Linked DNA regions of Sus scrofa: region 2 is linked to region 1. Evidence: chromatin contacts called from public Hi-C data. All regions are on one chromosome and are shown on one strand. The core of a region is the stretch at or near the end of the contact, and the rest is flanking DNA. Distances in the headings are between cores, read along the strand shown. Region 1 holds the start of TCF15 (transcription factor 15). Region 2 overlaps LOC110257457 (a long non-coding RNA gene).

What was found. A called contact is a pair of places that touch in the nucleus more often than the background predicts.
Region 2: a contact with region 1 is called in a Hi-C map of skeletal muscle, with 2.0 times the contacts expected there. The contact joins the enhancer-like site here to the promoter of TCF15 in region 1. A contact is called at or near these places in 6 of 47 Hi-C or Micro-C datasets (fetal heart ventricle, fibroblasts, heart right ventricle and 2 more) and 1 of 2 datasets of contacts at active chromatin or transcription factors (skeletal muscle).

The regions. Positions count from the first base shown.
Region 1 is chr17:34,624,806-34,628,146 of Sscrofa11.1, forward strand. TCF15 (transcription factor 15) reads left to right here and starts at 1,877. Exons shown (of 2, transcript XM_003134358.4): 1 at 1,877-2,479. The coding sequence starts at 1,961.
Region 2 is chr17:34,666,219-34,669,167 of Sscrofa11.1, forward strand. The region is part of intron 2 of LOC110257457 (a long non-coding RNA gene); the gene reads right to left. Among named protein-coding and RNA genes, the nearest start is that of CSNK2A1, 25 kb to the right of the region's middle. Within about 2 kb of position 1,488, at least 3 of the 83 cell types and tissues checked have an H3K27ac peak or open chromatin away from gene starts, as enhancers often do. A contact at or near this core is called in skeletal muscle, where this site is marked.

The sequences.
Region 1 (3,341 bases), core at 627-3,126:
AGCCGGAGCCCCTGTGAGGAGGCGCAGACAGGGAAGGAAATCTCCCGGTAATAATTCATCGGCTCAGGAAGCAGCAGCCTGGCCTGGGGCTGCGTGTGGGGCTGGCCCTGCAGGGAGGGGGCTGCTCAGGCTCCTTCTCCTCCTCCCCAAAGCCCAGCCTGGCTGGGGTCACGGTCAAGTGAGGGGGGGTGGGGGGACAGCCAGGTGTGGCAACACCCTTTCCCGGAGCCCGGAGCCTGAGGATGTCAGGGACGGCTCTCCCAGCAGCCAAGGGAAACCCTCTGGCTCCCCGCCTCCCCCCTATTCTGGCCTGGATCCGGGAAGACAGGAAAGCGCAGCATGGCCAAGCGGGGAGGCATGGTCAAGAGAACGGACGCCCAGAAGGAAGATGGGGCCCAAATGCACCTCGAAACCTTCCCACTCCACTCCCTGTGCTCTCTCTGCTGCACAGGCTGGCTGCCATTTGGGCTGAAGAGAAAGTTATTTTCAAGGCCAAGTGAAGATAGGCTTGGCTGGTCCCCAGGATGGAGCTGGGAAGGGGGCATGGGGAACATGGGGACCCCGGCAGCCTTCATCAGCTCAGTAACTCTTCCCAGTGCCTCTGAGGACATGTCAGATGTCAGGCTGAACAATCCAAATTTTCCATGAGGAAGTCAGGCAATGAGGGAAGGCAGTTCCCCCCATTCTCCCCCCTCGGCTTTTGGGGGTGTGGGTTGTTGGCATTTCAAGCACCGGGAAAGGGACGGTGTGGCTTTGGAGCCAGGGAGGCTGCAGCAGTCCAGGATGGCATTGTGAGGAGTGAGGGAGCGAGGCTTGCATTTTATTGGGGTGCAGACAAGACAGGGGTGATAGTGAAGAGGAACAGTGGCGCCCAGTGTCCTCACTCACCCTGAAGTCCAGAGCTCTCTTAGCTGTAAATGATGGGTGCTTTCCCACAACTTCAGCCTGGCACAGTAAAGATCAGCAAAGTACCACCTCTGTCTGACACAACCATTTTGATGGTAGGACCTCAACCAAAATGTCAACCATGGGAAGGCAAATGTTTTGTTGTGTTCACATCTCTATTCTCACCTAAAATCATGCCTCGTCTAGCAGCGACTCAATAAATATTTGTTGAATGAATGGAGCCACTGGCAGTTGTGTGTGTGTGTGTGTGTGTGTGTGTTTTGTTTTGTTTGTTTTGTCTTTTCAGGGCCGCACCCTGGCATACGGAGGTTCCCAGGTTAAGGGTCTAATCGGAGCTGTAGCTGCCCGCCTACGCCAGAGCCACAGCAACCCCAGATTCCAGCTGCATCTGCAACCTACACCACAGCTCACGGCAACGCCGGATCCTTAACCCACTGAATGAGACCAGGGACCAAACCTGCAACCTCATGGTTCCTAGTCAGATTCGTTTCCACTGTGCGACGACGGGGACTCCTTGTTTTAAGTTTATGTCAGGGATGTGACACTATTGAGTCCTTATTTGGAAAGATGATAGTGTTTCTCCAACACTTCTCCGTGGACACCACCACCAAAAAAAAAAAAAAAAGCTTGTTTCTCTTAGAATCCTCTTTCCGAAAGAGCAAACTCAAGGCAAGGGAGAAGAAGGGACTGGCCCGCAGTCCCCCTGTGGTCTAAGCTGAGGATAAGGGGTCCGGATCTGGGCAGAGCCCACCCCCTGGCGTTTGCTCTGCTCGTCCGCGGGGACCAGGAGCCTTCAGGGCGGGCCACCGGCTCGCGGGCCTCTTTCAACCTGAGGGAACGGGGGTGGCGGGCGCGTCACCATTGGCCCGCGCGCGGCGGAGGCCTTCCCATTGGCCGGGACGGAGCCCTCCGCCCCGACTGGGGCGGCCCCGGGACTGGCCCCTCCCTCGGCTATAAGGCGGCGGCCAAAGGGGCCGTGGGAGCGCGCGGGAGCGCACGGCGGGGCGCGGCCAACGCTGGGACTCCGCGCATCGCTGGACGCGGCCGGGCGCCCATGGCGTTCGCGCTACTGCGCCCCGTCGGTGCGCACGTGTTGTACCCGGACGTGAGGCTGCTGAGCGAGGACGAGGAGAACCGCAGCGAGAGCGACGCCTCCGACCAGTCGTTCGGCTGCTGCGAGGGCCTGGAGGCGGCGCGCCGCGGCCCGGGCCCCGGGGGCGGGCGGCGGGCGAGCGGCGGCGCGGGCCCGGTGGTGGTGGTGCGACAGCGGCAGGCGGCCAACGCGCGGGAGCGGGACCGCACGCAGAGCGTGAACACGGCCTTCACGGCGCTGCGCACGCTCATCCCCACCGAGCCGGTGGACCGCAAGCTGTCCAAGATCGAGACGCTGCGCCTGGCGTCCAGCTACATCGCGCATCTGGCCAACGTGCTGCTGCTGGGCGACGCGGCCGACGACGGGCAGCCGTGCTTCCGTGCGGCTGGCAGTGCCAAGAGCGCGGTCCCCGCCGCCCCCGACGGCGGCCGCCAGCCACGCTCCATCTGCACCTTCTGCCTCAGCAACCAGCGCAAGGGGGTGAGTGCGCGGCCCTCCAGCACTGCGGCCTCGGGGTCAGGGAACGGGCCGCTTAGGGAGCCAAAGAGGGGCAAAACCCCAACGAAGGGGCGGGGGGACGATGTGGAGTCGTCAGCGGTGCGTTCTTCCAAGCCCAGGGTTTGGTGCGAAACAGAACCGCTCACTTAAGGGCCCCCAAACAAGGGGCACAGGGAAGCCCAGAGCTGGGGCGTGATTGAGAGGATGGCGAGCGCTCATCGAGGAACCCCTCCTCCAGCTGAAGGTGTGTGTGAGGAATCATTACAAAGGCCATCATTTACTGAAAGCTTCGACATCCTGGCGCGTTCCTCGTCCTCTTTCTTTCTACCTTCACGAGAACCCGATCAGGCAGGTCATTCTGCTGGATTTATCACTCGTGAGAATCTGGGGCTTAGCGGGGTACCCACATGTATTCAGTTGGGAAGCCAGAATGCAGACTCTGGGTTTGCTGGGTATGTGTTGCCCTGAGCTGCGGGTACAGTAAAATAATTGTCCCACATCCTCTGATTGACTCAAGGTCAGGACAGGAAAGAAAAGGAAAGAAAGAAAAGAAAGAATACACAGCCCCCCAACCAAGATCCGGGGGTACCCAGCTGATGAGCAGCAGGAGTGAAGGGGGGGTCCCTGAGGACACCCAGCCCCTAAAGGGATGGAATGTTGGGGAAGGGCACTGTTGAGCCAGCAGGGCAGAGCTGGAGGTAAACTTCCCTGACCTGTTGTAAGTAAGGATGAGAACCGGGCTGGTAGGGGATGGAGGGGGCTGGGTAGCAGTTGCTGGAGGTGAGGGTGGGTGCGCTACTGGCTGAAAGCTCATTCTCCTCCTGCCCAGCCCCCAAGGAGCCTG
Region 2 (2,949 bases), core at 238-2,737, 41 kb after region 1:
GATTATGAGAAGGGGCCCATCCCATTATCAAATGCCAAAAGGATCCATGACACAAAAAATTTAAAAGTCTCTGCTTGATATGAAGCCATTTTCATTTTTAAATGAGTTGAGCTTCTGGGATATTCTCAGATCCTCACATCCAAATCTACAGGGCAGCCAGGTAGCACACCTGAACCCCATGGACAAGGTTTACAACAAAACTAGGTGACAAGACAGCCCCACGAATCTCCAGGTACAAGTGGATGGAGACAAACCTGCACAAGAACAAGGTCTGCCTGGGAGGACCCTCCCACTGTACTTGTCTCGGGGATGCATGGATTAATAATAAAGTCTCAGTCCCTGCCCTAGGGCCAAGGGTCAGTGGGGGACAGAGATTGTTACAGAATATCAAATTGCAACTGTGACAAGAGTAATTCTAAGAGTGTCAGACTCTAAAATTATACAGCAGAAGCTGTCTGAAATATTTCGTGCTTAAAGAAAAAAAAAAAAACACAAAGGAAGAAAGAGCTTGGTAGACTGGTAGACAGACAGAAGGACACACTGATAACTCCTCCTTTGCAGGCCCAGCTCAGTGGCCATGGTGGCAGCTGAGGGCAGCTGTCCACCCCCGTGGGCTGGAGGGGAGCTTCCCAGCCCGGAGCCCAGGCCTCAACACCCACTGCCCCCGTCTTCCTTCACGATGAATCACATGTTTGTGGACTGAAAGACAAGGTGATCCGGCCAGGAAGTCTGCAGAGTCATCAGAACAGACACGGCCCCTCAAAGCGGAAAAAACACAAGCCTTCAGAGGCTGGAGACATGGGTTCAAGTCCCAGCCTGGGCAGCAGAAGTCACGGCGTGAGCTCACAGAGATGTCAGAGGCGCAGAGAGATGACACCTGCCAGGTATCCCATGGCTTCACCTGCAGATGCCTCTAGACTCCCAGGTGGGCTCTCCAGGCCCTCGGCTCCCCTGAAGGGGAAGCTGGAGGCCCTGGGCAGCCACTGAAGATCGGGATGAGGAGGTGGGCAAGTTCTGCCCTCCTCAGGCTCTCCAGATACTCAGGTGGCATCGAGCAGGACAGGAACAAAGCCCTCGGGGCACAACCACACTTCTCTTCACTCTCAGAGCAAGCCCAGCAGGTAGGTGTCCTTATCCCCATCTGACGGATGAGAAAACTGAGGCTCACGAGGGGAAGAAGGTGACCTGAGGTCACACGGCCCTATGTGCTTTGACTCCGGTCACTGGATGGGGACACCTCGCCTCCCAGGGACAGCTCTGTCCTGGCGACCCCGACCTCACGCCCAGCCTGGAAGCCCGTTCAGGGGTGCGGCCGTCTCCCTGTGAACAAGTCTATTTTTAGTGTCGGCAGCAGGGGCTAGGGGCCAAAGCCAAGAGTGACAATGGGGGGAAGGGGGTGGGGCTGCTGGCGGCCGCCCCCGCACCCAGCAGCCGCCCCATTTCCTCGAGGAACCAGGCTGCGCACAATACAAGGAAAGCCGAGTGGGGAGCGGCTGGGGGCTCCCGTGGGGGGGCTGGCCTGGCCCATCAGGGCAGCTGGGGGCCTGGAGGAGGCCGCCAGACCTGGGGGAAATGGACCGTTAGTCCAGCTGCCAGGCCTGGGCAGGAGTGATCTTTCATGCTCACATACACACACTCCCAACCCACATTTATTTTCTCACACATATGCACACTCACCTTGATCTCTCTCTCACACAGACTCATTCTCTGTCTGTCTTTCACATGCACTCACCCGTACACACACACATATATTTTACTAACTCCTAGGCTAGGGCATGGCCTCACCTCTGGTCTCAGGCACAAAACTGGGCCCTGGGGACTCAATGAGCTGAGAATCCCAGCGAAGCCAACCAGGAGTTGCCATCAAGCCCAGGTGGGAAATGCCGTCACGAGCATCCCAGATCCTTTGCCGGATCCTGGCTTCTGGGGGACAGGTGTCCCTGCTGGGGAGGGTCCCAAGCACAAAAGGATACATGCTGTCTAGTTTCACTTATATGAAATTCCAGAAGAGGCAAAAGCGAGCGACAGTGATAAATCAGATTCGTGGTGGCTGGGGGCCAGGGGGTGGGCGTGACAGGTGAGGGACGCGAGGGAGATTTTGGGGGTGATGGGGATGTACTGCATTCTGATTGGGCGGTGGCTACACAGGGTGTATATTTGTCAAAACTCATGGAAAGATACTTTTATTTATTTTTTGCCTGCCTATGCGGCAGGCAGAAATTCTGGGGCCCAGGATCGAACCCAAGCTACAGCAGTGACAATGCCAGGCCACCAGGGCACTCCAGAAAGATATGCTTTAAATGGATAACATGGGTCCCTTAGGTTTTATATTAATTATTTCCTGATGCAGTTGATGTAAAAAATCAGCATCCTCCTCTCAACCTTGAGGATTTAAGATCGTCACGGGATGGAGGTGGACCGTGTTCTTTTTGGTGATGGAGGGAGCCTCCTCCCAAAGGGCTCTCAAGGCCCAACACTCGGGGTGCATTTAGGTCTCTGCTTAGCTTTTTTCCAGGTGTGGAGGGTGCCAAGCAGGGAAGGTGGGCTGCTGTTCATGGAGCACATGCTAAGGGAAGCGCTGACCTCTAGTTCTGGGTAATTCACTTCCCCCAGCACCCAGTGAAGCAGGTGCTCTTAGCGTGTCCACTTTAACAGAAAAGGAAAAAGGTGAAGGGGGAGTGGGTCTTGCTCAAGATGGTACAGCTGGCGGCCAGGGGGAGGGGGCCTTGAACTCAGCTTGGCCCCAGAGCCCTGTACCCCACTCTATGCCACGTGTGAGAGGGTGCTGGGGCCACTGTTCAACCTTTCTGATGATTTCCCTCTTTGCTGGCCTGAAAGTTCCCTCCCGCTTGGAGTTCCCATTGTGGCTCAATGCATTAAGAACCTGACTAGTTTCCATGAGGAAAAAGGTTCGATCCCTGGCCCCGCTCAGTGGGCTAAGTAAGGATC